Regions from separate parts of the Mus musculus genome. Here all the other regions are linked to region 3. Evidence: chromatin contacts called from public ChIA-PET and HiChIP or PLAC-seq data. All regions are on one chromosome and are shown on one strand. Each heading gives the region's core, a stretch centred on a gene start, on an enhancer-like site or on the middle of the called end of the contact. The rest is flanking DNA. Distances are from core to core; before and after follow the strand shown. Region 1 has its middle 16 kb from the start of Gm35388. Region 2 has its middle 19 kb from the start of Rcbtb2. Region 3 overlaps Rb1 (RB transcriptional corepressor 1).

Region 1 (4,904 bases), core at 342-2,841, 200 kb after region 3:
CATGGGAAGAAGCACTTGTCCCCAGGCCAGTGACACTCCAGAGTGGCTTGTCCTACTCTCCTGGGAGAACCAGGGGAGGCTATGTGTACTTAGAATGTTGCACTCAGAGCGGAGTCTGAGTTCTGGGTTTCCCACCTTCTTAGTGGCTACAGTGGGTTGTATGGCCCCATGACATGCCCGAGTCCTTATCCTAAGAATATGACCTTATTAGGTAAATAGGGTCTTTGGAGATGTAAGGAGGTTGTGGGGTCAGACGGTTGTCCTCATTCGTTTTCTCTTGATGTGGTAAAACACTGAACAAAATCAGCTTAGGCGTGGAAAGGAATTGTTTCATTTTACAAACTAAGCCATACTCCATCTCCGAGGGCAGGAGCCTGGAGGCAGGAACTGAAACACAGACCACAGAGGGGTGCTGCCTACTGGCTTGCTCTACATAGCTTGCACAGCCTGCTTTCTTATAGAACCCAGGACCACCAGCCCAGGGACAGCACCACTGACATCCATCATTAATCAAGAAAAGAAATAACCCATGGACATGCTCACAGGCCAATCTTATGGAGGGAGTTTTAAAATTGAGGTTCTTCTTCCCAAATGACACTAGCTATGTTGACAAAAAACAATCAACACAGATGTGACTAGCTTAGAGTTTTTTTTCTTTCTTTCTTTCTTTCTTTCTTTCTTTCTTTTTTTTTTTTTGCTATAAACTCAATGAGTAGTATCTTAATAAGCTAATAGAAGGCTGTGCTATACAGCAAGGTTGAGATTGGAACACAGGACACTGGGGATTGCTGGCTAGTGACTAGGAGAGATGCAAGGAGGGACTCTTTCAGGAGCTCCCAGAAACTTCCAGTCCTTGTAATGCATGGAAGACATTCGGTAAATATTTGTTAAATGAATGAGTGAAAGTGAATGAATGATTCTGTTGAGACAAAACTTTGATGCTAGGATCCAGGCTTTTGGAAACCAGGATCAGGTTTCCAGAATGGCAAGAGGATGAGCCTCTGTCTCTTTAAGCCAGGTTTGTGGGAATTTACCCTGGTAGACACAGTGACCTAGTTTCACTTTCTGAAAATAAGTTTTTGATAGTTTTCTTATCTATATCTTTGTGACACTCATCTCTTGAGTGAATGAAATGAGATACTGTGTATAGAAGAGTAAGAGGCCTTCTCACTTGCAATTTCTGTCTCTTTAGTTTTCTTTTATGTATGTATGTACATATGTACGTATGCATGCATGCATGCAGGTGTGTGTGTGTGTGTGCATGTACATGCATATGTGCACACTCATGTACATGCCCGTGTGCTTGCCCACACAGGTGACTGAAGAAGCCAGAGTTTGATGATGTTTGGGCATTTTTCTCAATTGCTTCTATACCTGACAAAGAGATGGGGGTCTCTCACTGAACCTGGAGCTCACTGTTTTGACGAGACTGGCTGGCCAGTGAGCCCCTGGAACCTGCCTGTGCTGGGGTGCGCTGCTGTTGTCAGCTTTTACGTGGACAATGGCAATCCAAACTCAGATCCTAACCACTGAGCCACCTCCAACCTCCCCTCTAGACATTTTCAAGTGGGTTCTTACTTCTTCTAGAGACTCCAGGATGTGGTTTGTATTTCACCGATGTTATAGCCACAAACTTACTGGAAGGTGCCCTGCAGAGAAATGAATTATGATTTCATTGCAAAGTCAAAAAAAGAAAAGAGAAAGCCGTGTGGGGGCAAATGTCAGCACCCAGGTTCTGCTTTAAGAAATACATGTGCCTCTGCAGTAAGGGTAGACACTGCCAAGTGACTTCATTGGTATCTAGAAAGCTAAGTCCCTATGATAAGATTGAACCAACCTGTGAATAGATAGTGGTGGTGCAGTATGTGATGGTGAACTCGATCTGGCTTTTATTTCCTCTGGGTCTTCTTATGTTTGTGTGGTGCAATCACACAGATTTCCAGAGGCTACTGAGAGGCAAGGAAGGGAGGTCAGTAGTTACAAATAGTTACAAATTGTAACACATAGTTACAAACTGAGAGAAGATTGTTGCCTGCGGAAGGCAGAAATGTATCACTCATTGTTGTAACACTGTTACTCCATAAGGTCACCACATTGCTACATCATTACTTATCCACAAGACTGGAAGGGCAGCTCCTGGCTCAGTGTGTGTGGCCCCAGACCATTTGTTTCTGTCAATACACACACACACACACACACACACACACACACACACACACACACACACACACACACGCACACACGCACACGCACACATTCATATAACACATATGAGAGAAATCTGCAACCTACTCCTTCAGGATATTCAAATCCTTTAGTGATTGCAAAGAAGAGGAGAAATAATTTATCAGGCACTTGGGCTGTGCCAAGGGCAGTGTCAGCTGAATTTATATACCTTTTCTAATTTAAGCCCCATCTAATTGACTTGGGAAAATCCCAACTTAAATTGGATTTGGGGGAATATGGCCTGGAAATAAATTGACCATGGAATTAAAACTTCAGAAGCCATGGGGAGGAGAATTGTTTTCCCCTAAAAGATGCCTGTTGTTAAGAATCCACTTTTACCTGGACAGAACCCTTTCCATTCATTCTCATCTATCCAGTCAACAGATATTTACTGTGTGCCTTCTATTGGCTCTCTTTAATGGTCAAAGAAAGGAATTTCTACTTCGTACAGGTTATGTTTCAGCTTTGTGGAAATAACTAAATGATCAATGAGCCGCTTGTTCTATGACTGGGCATTAATGTGTGTGAAAACTAGAGCCCAATAAAGAACTTTGGTAGTGAAAAGAGTGGTTGATTGTGACTTTAGGAAGCTCATCAAAGTATTCCTCACCCAGAAGGTGACAGGGAACAAAGCCTGAAGAAGCTGAGAGGAGTCACATGACTAGCAGAGGCGGAGCCTTCCAGATAGAGGCAAAGATTCACTGTAGGAGACTGCTTTGCTTGCTCGAGGAACAGCAAGGAGATGGGGGTTACTGCCATGAAACAGGTGAGGGGAAAACAGAAGGAGATCAAGGGCAGTTTATTAGCACCTGGAAAGACTTTGATATAGGTAGGCTTGGTGGTATTTAGATTATAAAGACCAGAGTTACATTTTAAATAGATTGCTCTTCTGAGGCCACGGTTGCTTGCTTGGTAGAGGGCTTGTCTAGTAAAAAGCCCTGGATTTGAATATTAGCATTGCATTAACTGGGCAGGGCAGTGTATGCCTGTAATGGCAGCACTTGAGAGGTGGAAATAAGAAAATCAATAATAGCCCAAGGCCACCCTAAGCTACATAGAGTTTGAGATAGTCTGAGATAGGTGAAACTTGTCTAGAGAAAAAAAGATTATTCTTGGTTTGATGATGTAGATTATAGAAAGGTATCATAATTGTCTATAGCTATTGTAACATGATCACAAATAAGGAGCTTAAAACATTAGAAATGTGTTCTCTATTCTGGGGTTATAATTTTTAAAATCTATATGTTAGTAGAGCTATGCTCTTTCTGAAGACTCTGGGAGAGACTCCACTGGCCACTTTCAGCTTCTGGCTTTCCCTGGTTTGTGGCTAGATAAGTCCATCCCTACATAGTCTTTCTCCAATGTCTCTAGCTCTCTTCCTCTAGGTAAAGGCATCAGGCATTGGCTAGAGAGGTTTGTGTTTCAGTTAGCCATCTCATTTTGATTATAACCACACTCTATTCTCAAATGAGATGTCATTTTCTAGGTCTTCAACATGTATTTCGGGGGAACACATTCCAGCTCAGAAAAAGGGGCAACTGTAGAAGCAGGGATGTCAGATGAGAAAGATTGGAGCTGAAGAGTAATGAGATGTAGTTTAGCTCTGTGTGTGTTTCCAGATCTGTATCAGTAACAGCTTCCATCAGATTGTGCGGATGAGATAAAGGGAGACATCAAAGACATCTCAATGCGGTTCACCGGGGCATTTGAAGGTTACAGATGCCATTGATTGGGGAAGGTTGCAGAAAGAGCATGCCCAGGAGTTATTTAGGGGTTTGATTTTGAAGACGTTTCAGACATTTTTTTTAAAAGATACTCACATGGCGATGTCAAGTGTGACATCTCAAGGGAGAGGTCTGGGCTACCGGTGTTATGTCACTGGTTATATCCAGGTGGGGAAGATATTTTCACCCTTGGGAAAAACTAACTTCCAAGAAATGAGTGCAGGGAAGGAGGAAAATACATATACATACATATAATCAGTCTGTTTGCCCCCAGGCAGGCAGATTGAGGTCTTACTGATATAGGATAGAAATAAGAAAGGAAAAAGAAGGGTGATAAAGGGGAGACATGGTCTTGTTTTTTCTCCTCCTCCTCCTCTTCTTCTTCTTCTCCCTTTTCTTCTTCTTCTTCTTCCTTCTTCTTTTTCTTCTTCTTCTTCTTCTTCTTCTTCTTCTTCTTCTTCTTCTTCTTCTTCTTCCTTCTTCTTTTTCTTCTTCTTCTTCTTCTTCTTTTTTTCTTCTTCTTCTTCTTCCTTCTTCCTCCTCCTCCTCCCTTTTCTTCTTCTTCTTCTTCTTCTTCTTCTTCTTCTTCTTCTTCTTCTTCTTCTTCTTCTTCTTCTTCTTCTTCTTCTTCTTCTTTTCTTCTTCCTTCTTCCTCCTCCTCCTCCTTCCTTTTCTTCTTCTTCCTCTTCCTCTTCTTCTTCTTCTTCTTCTTCTTCTTCTTCTTCTTCTTCTTCTTCTTCTTCTTCTTCTTCTTCTTTCTTCTTCTTCCTCCTTCCTCCTCCTCTTTCTTCTTCTTCTTCTTCTTCTTCTTCTTCTTCTTCTTCTTCTTCTTCTTCTTCTTCTTCTTTCTTCTTCTTCTTCTTCTTCTTCTTCTTCTTCTTCTTCTTCTTCTTCTTCTTCTTCTTCTTCTTTCTTCTTCTTCTTCCTCCTCCTTCCTCCTCCTCTTTCTTCTTC
Region 2 (4,911 bases), core at 615-3,114, 170 kb after region 3:
CTGAGCCATCTCTCCAGCCAAATGTGGGCATTTAAATCTAAAAAAATTTCCTATATTATCATCTATAAAGCTCATGAATTTTACAATGCTAAGTTAATATAATCCCATTCAGGTTTAGAATATCTCAAATTATGTTGTTGGGTTTTTTTTCCCTCCATTTCAGGCTCGTCTTAAATTTCTGTTTTTATGTACATTGGTCAATATAGTCTGTATGGTGTTGGTAATTTGGGCTTAAAAATAAAAATGTTTTAGACACACATGTGTAGCAAAACCGTACAGAATGAAGCATGCAAACATTAAAACATGTTGAACCAGGGAGATATGTATAAGGCATTCGGGTTGAATTGAATCAATGCTAATTTTTGTTCATAATCGTAGGCTGTTTTGCAACATAGGAAAACTGATAGAAAGAATCATCTATATTATTTTTTGTATCTGCACAGGAATCTACAATTATATCAGTAAAAGGTTGAATTAACAAACTGTCTTAAGTTATTATTGATGGGACTTTTTATTTTTTCCTGAAGTTCTATTTTATAGTCTTACCTTGTTTTTGTCTTATTTTTTTGACTAGCACAATGACAAGATAAATTTGTTTGGGGGGATTACTTCTGAAAAAGAAAACTATATTAGTATGTCTGAGCTCCCAACTGGCACATACTCCTGGTTCTAGTCGCCAGAGTCAGCTGTATATATCAGTGTCATCTCCTTCAATTACAGGAACTGAGCTGGGAAGAAAACCCTTGCCTTCCATGTGGTCAGGTGGTAATTTTACAATAATGAAGTAGTTAAAACCTTTGTTCCTGGAGCTGGTCTGCTCTGCATCCTAGGACTCGGGGGAGATTTGCTTTCAAGTCTATCTGTTCATCTCCCCACTGCTGCAAAACTGCCCTCTACGCTGCCCTCATAATAAATGATGATTATGATTATTAATTCTAATAGCCCCAACAACATTAGGTGGTGCAATGCAGCGGTGATTAGCCTGAGACGTTTAATGAGCATGCTTCTCCTTAGCGTATCCTGAAGTGTCTCTTGGTTCAATGTTATCTTGTTGTTTCTACTTATTTGTCCCCTGAAATACCCAGCCTGTTACTGCCTCTGAAATCACACAGGAAGACTCTCTCCCTGGGTTCCCTTCCAGTGTCTGGAGCATTGTGGTGGCTCCGTAAAGTGCGGTTCCCCTTTGGATGCTGTTCTCTTCAAGTGGATGCAGGGCCTTCACAGTGTAAGACAGTCACCTCATCAGCCAGGATTCACTTGGTGAACTGTGTCGAATTTTAAGTGTAATGATGACTCGAAAGAGTAACCATGACTGTCCTGGTTTATTCCTTTCTTGAAGACTTTGAAATCCAACCTTAAATGGTGCTGTTGGTTTTTTGTTTTGTTTTGTTTTTGTAGATTCCATTGTTTATGGTAACATTTAACCTAAAAATATGTAAAAATCACTATAAATACACAGTCATGATTTTATTTTCAGGTTATTGTTACTGTGTGTCTCAGATCTCGAGCCAGATTAACATCCAAATCTATGGATTTACAGACTCTTTAAGCAGCAATTGGACCACAGCTACTCTGATGTTTTTGACATCACGAGACAGAGTTAAAGAACTTGCAGGAAATGTATCTAGACAGACACTGACCTCGGTGCCCAGCCAGCCAGTGTTCGTGGAAATGGCCTCAGACCTCTGGGACATAACTGTGCTGTTCTAAGCAAACCCTCTCTGATGGTGATAAGCTAGAAAGTTACCCACTGCAAGCAGAGTTTGGGTTAATCGGCATCTTCTTGCTGAGTGTTATCCATGCAGAAAAGGCAGTGCGTGCTGATGGGAGATCTAGCACGTTATCTGCAGGAAGCACTGAGCTCCGAGGAGGAAACCTCAGACTCCTCACCCTCGAGATGTGAGAAGAGGATGTAGGAACAGAAGTACTTATTCAGACGTGTGGCTTCCTGTTCAGGTGGCCTGAGAGATTGCAGGTGTGGTTTCCGTTCTATTAGTTAATAAATGAATAAATAAATAAATAAATAAATACGGATTGGTATATGAAATTTCTGAAATTCCTGTCTGTTCTAACGATCCCCAGGTTCCAGATCCACAGTTGAGCAAGACGTATTCATGCCTTTAGTCTCTGTTCATTTATCAATTCTATTCTTCGGTGTGTGTGTGTGTGTGTGTGTATGTGTGTGTGCGCGCGCGCGTACATGGAGGTGGCCAAAGGACCACCATTGGCTTTGTCCTCCTTTTTATTTGAGATAGGGTCTCTGAATGGCCTGGAACTCACTAAGTAGGCTGGGCTTCCTGGCCACTGAACTCCAGAGATCTGCCCTCCACCTCCAGCACTATGGACCACCAAGCCAATGTTTTCCCCTTCTTAAATATGGGTTCTGGGGATCTAAGTCAGCTTTCTCTTTTGTACTTTTGACTGACTGAGCTGTCTCTTCAGCTTTGTATCAGATTGCTTTGTATCTAAACTGGAATTGCTTTAATTGCTTAAAGGTAATTATCATATTTAAATACAAGCGTTTAAACTGGTAAGAAGTATAGCCAAAGGAACCTTAACATCGGGCCAAGTAAACTTTCTTTAATTAAAACAAAACAAAACAAGAAACCTTCTTGTATTTGTTTCATTAGTCATCCTTGCTTGCCTTGCTATGCTTTTAATAAGCTGCGTGACTCACCAAGAAGCCGAGCAATACACACTGTTTGCTTTTGGGTCTCTTGAAACAAAGGTGCTGGTGAGGAGCTCTGATACACAGTTGCAGGTCCTGGACAGAAACGGAAAACCAACTCAGGGCTGCAAAGGCAGAAAGACATTTAGCCCACAGTATTTTATTCAGAAATAAAGACTGATAAATGAATGTTTCCCCTTTACTTGGGTCACAGGCAGTAACAACTCATGAAAAAAAAAATCCTGCTATCACAGCAAACAGTGATAATGAGAGCATGGGAAATTGCATATTCCAATTTTAAAAGATCATCTTTCCTTGTCTTTGTTTTACTTCCTCTTTGGGTTCCTGACCTGCTCTATTATGACAAGGGTAAGAGGCCCTTTGAGATGCTTTATAAATACTGACTCTGCAGCTTGCATTTGCGGGTTACTTTACCCCAGCCCCTATTTAGGCGAAAGAAATTGAAAACAAATTGTGCAATGCAAGCTTTTCTTAGAAGTGTGCTCTGTAAGAGAAAAAGGAGAACCTTTTAAAGAAGGTCCCACAAGAGGAACTAACAAATGTATCACAGTGTAACAAGGCCGTCATTACTCAAATTATAATGACTTCACACTATTTTCTATTTTTCTCCACATAATTAATTGACACTTGCATTATGAAGGTATGTGTAATTGCTGAGTATGGAATGGTAAAGTGTGTTAGGTGTGGCAGGGTACCCTGCAATTCCAGCACGTGGGAGGCTGAGGCAAGAGGATTGTCACCTGAAGACCAGCCTAGTCTAATTAGTGAGATAACTAGAGAGACACAGGGAAAGGGGGAGGGGCAGTGATGGCAGCAATTTCAGACTATCATAACTAAGAAAGTAACCCAATTTCTACAATGATATTTATGTATATAAGTGCAGCTCATCCAGGAATATACATGTCCCAGGAGACTTGTTTGTGGCAACTTTGTAGAATCTACAGATGTGTTAGTTATATTTTTATCACTATAACAAAAAAAAAAAACGTAATTAACATAACAATAGGAAAGGTGGTCTGGAAAGATATCTCAGTGGTTAGAAGCACTGACTGCTTTTTCTAGAGGATCTGGGTTCAATTCCCAGCAACCACATTGCAGCACACAATTGTCTGTAACTTTGCTTCCAGAGGATCTGACACTCTCATACAGCCATTGATGCAGGCAACAAAACCTATGCACATAAAATAAAAGTAACTAATTTTTTTTTTTTAAAGAGGAAAGATCAATGGGCAATGCGGTGTATGCCTTTAATCCTAGCACTCAGAGGCAGAGGCAGGCAGCTCTAAGGCAATCTGGTCTGCATAGTGAGTTCCAGGATAATCAGAGCTACATAGTGAGACTGTCTCAATAATAATAATAATAATAATAATAATAATAATAATAATAATAATAATGACAATAATAATAATAATGACAACAACAACAATAATAATAAAGTCATTTTGGCTTCCAGTTTTGGGAGTTTCAGACCTTGGTCAGTTGGCTCATTACTCGAGTTGCATGGAATGGTAGAGTACCAGAGTGGGAAAATGTGGCAGAAGAAACCGGTTTATTTCATAGTTAAAAACATAAGCTGAGAATGGTAGTATATGTGTTTAACCCCAGTGCTGGGAGGCAGAGAGACAGGCCCATCTCTTGAGTTCAAGGCCAGTCTGATGTACAGAGCAAGTTCCAAAACAGCCAGGGCTACACAGAGAAACTCTGTCTCAAACAGCAACAACAAAACGTTCAAGATCTAAACTATAGCACCCAGCAAGTAGAGATGAGGAACACTTTGCTAAACATTTTAGTGCACAGGACAGCTCTCACAGGGAAGAGTTATGTTGCCATGAATGTCTGTGATATTGAAATTATGTTGGATAGTTTAAGAATACCTGCCTATGGTGTCATGGCTTCTGTAGCATGCCTGTTTACGGATGAAATGACTGTGTTACTAGAGAGTTAGAAGGGTGACCAGATGGCTAAGATCTCCCAGTCTCCATCCAGGCCTTGTGTCAAGGAACTCCTGGCACTTACACCTGGCTCATTTACTACTTGGCCCAACATGTATGGCAGAGCTAACAGCTAACTTCTTGAAGAGGAGAAACTTTATTTATCTTTTTCAGAATATAATTAAATTCGAGCATTTTCCCCTTACCTTTTCCCCCTCCAAACCTTCACTCTCTTTCAAATTCATGACCTCTTTAAAATTTTTTTAAAAATAATTGCTATTGTATACATCT
Region 3 (4,875 bases), core at 1,585-4,084:
GAAGTAAAAATGAAATGAGTCTTTAAGAGCAAAAGAAAATGCTGCACAAATAAGTTACTTAAAAACTGACTAGGTGATTTCTAGATCTAGAATTTGAGGGCTCGGAATGACTTGGGGTACAGTGCTTACTGTCTTCTGCTATAGTGATTTTATTCTACTTTTGTTATTAAAATATAATTACATCATTTCACCCTATTCCCTTTTATTCCTCTGACTCCTCCCACACCTCCCCTCCTCTCCCACACTGTGTTCCTGCTTCCTTTTAAATCTGGCAGCTCATTTTCTTTGTTGTTGTTACATGTATATGCATAAACATGTAATTATAACCTGCTGAGTCTGTCTAGTGTTTCTCGTGTGTATATGATTTAAATGCTAACCATTTGGTATGGGATAACCAATTAATAGGCTTCTCCCCAGGAGATAGATTATTCTTCCTGCTCTCTTTCCTTAATTGCCTGTTATTTGTCTAGGGGTGGGGCCCTGTGAGTTTCCCCCATTTATATTTCTGCTATAATAATTTTAATTGGATACTTCCAAGTAGTTTTACTTTCTTATATGATTCTGCTTTAATATCAGCTTCTGTCTTCAGGGATTTGTTTGCTTGTTTGTTTATTATACTTTCCTCTGATATAGTGCACTTGATATCCTGGGAGTTGAGAGAGAGGTAAAAAAGGGTACTAGAAAATGAAATAGTCTCATATGTGATTTTTAGGCTTTACAAAATATTCTGTTTAGGTGGTTTACCCTCTAATTTTTCTCCAAACAGAGCAGTGATCAATAGATAAATCATTAGGCTGACATTTTTCTCTTTATATTCATATTAATCTCAAGACTACTAAGTCTTAAGAATTTTCTGTATTTGTATTTTGAAGAGTAATTTTAAGTAGTTTGGAAGGGCAGAGAGAAGAATGTTATAGAGAATTGATTAAATTACATAAAAACAGAAAAGAATATTATAACTACTACATATTGAAGTTCAAAAACTTTAGCAGTTATATAGACAATTTTGAAGTGCTCTGGATCTTTCTGTATGCTATTCCCTAAGGGCCAGGATAAGCAACGGTGTTTACAGTCCAGTCTGTGGGATACAGCACCACAGTTCCCAAAGAATTTTCTTCTAATACAACTAGAACATGAGAGTTCACGATGACCGTCCACATTCCAGTTGAATCTTTGAGATGTACTTGATGTAGAGAACTCACAGTCTGAGAAACAACCAATTGGCTCCTAGAGTTAGTTATCTCTCCTGTAATCTATAGCCAGCAAGCTTGTCATGGAAGGGGAGCGGTCAGGGTTCTAGAGCAGGCTCTGCCCCTCTGGTCTGGCTTGAGATTCTCTCTCTATTTTCTGTAGTTTGCCTTTGTTATCATCTCTGTGGGAAGCTGGGTTTTACAGTCCTCGTGAAGTGTCACCTGAATTGGGGCTACTCAATAGACAACCATTAGAGTGTGTTCCCAATGAGCTGTTCATAGTAAATATGCATAGATGCCTTACTGTATTATCAAGTACAAGGTGCCCTTACAACAGAGAGGGTAGAGGCTCATCATCCATCCTTCTTGTTCTCTATCAAAAACAGTAGCTATTATCTATGAGAGAGAAGGAAGGGGGTTACAGTAGAGCTTAGAGGAGAAGCAGTCACTCAGGTCTGCATTCTAACCTGATCCTGAGTATATACTATGTAATCTTGGATAAATGAGTTACCTAACTTGGGTACATAGTTTTCTAATGTCTAAATCAAGTTAATGAGAGTACCTATTAGTCAGGGCTCTCTATAGTAACAGAACTCATAGAATGGACCTGTATCTATATCTCTAGATCTATATCCAAAGGGAATTTATTAGAATGGCTTACAGGCTGCAGTCCAGCTAATCTAAGAATGGTTAACTATGAATGGAAAGTCCAAGAATCTAGTAGTTATGCACTCAGTCCACAAAACTGCATGTCTCAGCTGGTCTTCAGCATATGCTGGGATCCTGAAGTAGGCTCTAGTGGCAATGAAGGAATGGACTTGCTAGCAAGGGGAGGACAAGCAGGCAAAGAACAAAAGCTTTCCTCTCCCTTATATAGACTCCCAGCAGAAGGTGTGACCCAGACTAGATTTGGGTTAAAGGTGTGTTTTCTCCTCCTAAAGATAACGGACTTTTGAATTTTAGTTAATTCCAGATGAGGTCAAGGTGATGATCAAGTATAGCCATCACACACCTGTTAATGTTTTAATTGAGATAATATATAAATAGTGCTTTCATGATAGCTTTTAATTTGTGTGTGTGTGTGTGTGTGTGTATGTGGGCAAATGTGGGCTATAGCACAGTTGTGAAGAGTAGAGGGCAACTTGAAAGAGTTGGCTCTCTCCTTCTACCACGTGGGTCTCAGTTTCAAACTTATATTGCCAGGCCCAGCAGCAAGCATCTGTACCCACTCAGCTATCTCACAGGCCCAAATATTTATTAGGTTTTTAAAGAAGAAAATAAGACATTGTCTATTTGGAAAACACTGCATAATACTGTATTTTCATATTGTATTCCCTCTTAGACAGTCACAAAACACCAAGGCAATGCACGATATTTAGAAGTTTGATTGAGTTAAGCATTTTCTAAATGACTAATATTTACATTTGCCTTAGTTACTCTCTGTTGCTGCGATAAAATACTCCTACAGGAACAATTTAAGGGAGAAAGGGTTTACTTTGACCTACAGTTCCAGAGGGATACAGTTTGTCACAGTGAGGAAGATGTGGCAGCAGACCTGGAAAGCATGGTGGCAGAACAGGAGGCTCCTGACCACATGGCATCCCTCAAAAGAAAGCAGAGTGCATGAACAGGAAGTGGGTTTTGGCTATTAAAGCCGTAACTCCCACCCCCACCCCACCGGTGACTCTCTTTCTCAAGTGTGATCCTTGTGGGGATATTTCACATTCAAACCACAAACCATAATGCCATTTAACATCAGTTAAGATCTCATACAAGAAGTGTTTATGGAATATACTTTAAGAAAATGTATGATGTCAGCTGTTTTGTTGTAATCAAATTAACAAGCTACATCAAGAATTAACTGTTAGGGGCTGGAGAGATGGCTCAGCGGTTAAAAGCACTGACTGCTCTTCCAGAGTTCCTGAGTTCAATTCCCAGCAACCACATGGTGGCTCAAAACCATCTGTAATGGGATCCTATGCCCTCTTCTGGTGTTTCTGAAGACAGCGACAGTGTACTCACATACATGAGATAAATAAATAATTCTTAAAAAAAAAAAAGAATTAACTGTTAGTACCCTGCTATCTCCATGAGCTCTGAGTTTGATCAAGAGATCCTGCCCTCAAAGAATAAGATGAAAGAACAATTTAATATCCCTGACATCAGTCTCAGGCCTCCACATACATGTGTACATGTGCACATGCCACAACATGTCCACGTGAAAATGCAGTAATGGCTGTGATGCTGGATTGAAGAGTACCGCGTTTAAGTAGAAATGATGCAGTACGTCATGGATCTTAGCTAGGTGAGAAGGCGGTACTGTTGATTTCTACTAAGGAAAAAGAGAAGGAGGAAGTTCTGAATAGGGATTAGAAATAGAAATGTATCCAGAAAAATGAGTGGGGACAGGAACTGGGCGTGTCAGGCATGTGCTGAGCATGTGCACACCAAAACAGTGACTGGATGTGCTTTGAGCGCTGATGTATGGAAGGTAGGATGGGGGCTGGGCAGGAGCAAGCTAGCTGTGCCCTGCACAGTGGAAATGCTGAGTGCTTTTACACTGGGGAATGGCATAGTCTGATTTGGCCTTACAAGGCTGCCCTGCACTTTGTAACTTAAGATTTTTATTGACTAGTCTTTTGGAATAATTTAGCTTTAATTAAGTTGGTGGCTTTGAATCAAATCAAGGTTTCCGTTTCCCATTCTACTTGTACAGTTTTCTGGAGTATGAAGATTGCAATGCCAAAGCTTGTTTATTATAGGGTAAACTATAGAGATATATGTGGCTTATTGGTTAGTTACCCACTGAGCTAACAGTCTGGTCTGGTCATTGGTTTTGATTTAACAGTGAGTGACAGAAGCCGGTTCTTTTATCTTAGAACATGGTGATATGAGATGGCATTTTGTAGTAAGCAGATATACTTTAACTTTCTTTTAGAAGGCTAATGACTCATGCTGCAGAAGTATTTTAAAAGTTTTCTTTTAAGCTGTTATTTTACTGAAATTATTTTTTTCTTTTCAGGACGTGTGAACTTATATATTTGACACAACCCAGCAGTGCGTAAGTAGCATGTAATTTTTCACTAAAATTTGTTTTTTTGGACTAATCTCAAACATATTGTTTACTTTGGTGATAAAAACATACTACTTTATAAGTTAAGGTGGTAAAATCCTGTTTGGATTTGTTTATCTTCTAAAAATGTGTGCCTTACTTATATAGCAGAGAGAACCAATTGGCTGGAATTCAGTGTTCTCTGTCACTTTTCTGAGGAAAATGCAGTTCATTCATTAAGTTTTTATTAACGATCTATCACAGGGATTTTATCAACAAGGCTCTGCATACTTTTGTATAAGAACAAATACATTCTCAATTTAGGGATTTGGAGAGAAGACTGGACCCAGGCGTGAAACCCAACATCCCACATGGTGGCTTACAGCTGTTTGTATTTCTAGTTCTGTGGGGTGGGATGCGATGACCTCTTCAGGCCCCTACAGACACCAGGCACACAAGTCGTGCACAAACACACAGATAGGTAAAATATTCCTACTCATTAAAAAACTTCATTTACAAATCCTAAATTCCTGAACAGTATGGCAGTGTTCTTCTCTGTAAATAGCTCAAGTAATCCTGGAGATTTCCTGCCCCACGAAAGCACTGGCATTGAAGAGATTGATTGAAATGCAA

Evidence for each region. ChIA-PET counts read pairs in DNA pulled down with a chosen protein or histone mark. HiChIP or PLAC-seq counts read pairs in DNA pulled down with a chosen protein or histone mark.
Region 1: a contact with region 3 is called in a BATF HiChIP or PLAC-seq map of CD8 T cells, with 8 read pairs. The contact joins two enhancer-like sites. A contact is called at or near these places in 2 of 15 datasets of contacts at CTCF or cohesin (CD8 T cells and embryonic stem cells), 8 of 484 Hi-C or Micro-C datasets (DN2 thymocytes, the MPC-11 cell line, bone marrow-derived macrophages and 4 more), 2 of 115 datasets of contacts at active chromatin or transcription factors (CD8 T cells and Th17 cells) and 2 of 9 other capture datasets (adipose tissue and liver).
Region 2: a contact with region 3 is called in an SMC1A ChIA-PET map of the G1E-ER4 cell line, with 9 read pairs. The contact joins two enhancer-like sites. A contact is called at or near these places in 16 of 39 promoter capture datasets (the 3T3-L1 cell line, 3T3-L1-derived adipocytes, the C10 cell line and 12 more), 3 of 15 datasets of contacts at CTCF or cohesin (the G1E-ER4 cell line, the NIH/3T3 cell line and large pre-B cells), 44 of 484 Hi-C or Micro-C datasets (B cells, CD4 T cells, CD8 T cells and 32 more), 27 of 115 datasets of contacts at active chromatin or transcription factors (the 230-238 cell line, CD8 T cells, DN3 thymocytes and 19 more) and 4 of 9 other capture datasets (adipose tissue, bone marrow-derived macrophages, liver and 1 more).

What each region holds. Positions count from the first base shown.
Region 1 is chr14:73,084,603-73,089,506 of GRCm38.p6, reverse strand. No RefSeq gene overlaps it. Among named protein-coding and RNA genes, the nearest start is that of Gm35388, 16 kb to the left of the region's middle. Within about 2 kb of position 1,591, at least 35 of the 459 cell types and tissues checked have an H3K27ac peak or open chromatin away from gene starts, as enhancers often do. A contact at or near this core is called in CD8 T cells, where this site is marked.
Region 2 is chr14:73,120,899-73,125,809 of GRCm38.p6, reverse strand. No RefSeq gene overlaps it. Among named protein-coding and RNA genes, the nearest start is that of Rcbtb2, 19 kb to the left of the region's middle. Within about 2 kb of position 1,864, at least 146 of the 459 cell types and tissues checked have an H3K27ac peak or open chromatin away from gene starts, as enhancers often do. A contact at or near this core is called in CD8 T cells, CD8 central memory T cells, DN3 thymocytes and 6 more, where this site is marked.
Region 3 is chr14:73,288,085-73,292,959 of GRCm38.p6, reverse strand. It overlaps Rb1 (RB transcriptional corepressor 1), which reads left to right. Exons shown (of 27, transcript NM_009029.3): 5 at 4,213-4,251. Among named protein-coding and RNA genes, the nearest start is that of Rb1, 35 kb to the left of the region's middle. Within about 2 kb of position 2,834, at least 25 of the 459 cell types and tissues checked have an H3K27ac peak or open chromatin away from gene starts, as enhancers often do. A contact at or near this core is called in CD8 T cells, CD8 central memory T cells, DN3 thymocytes and 6 more, where this site is marked.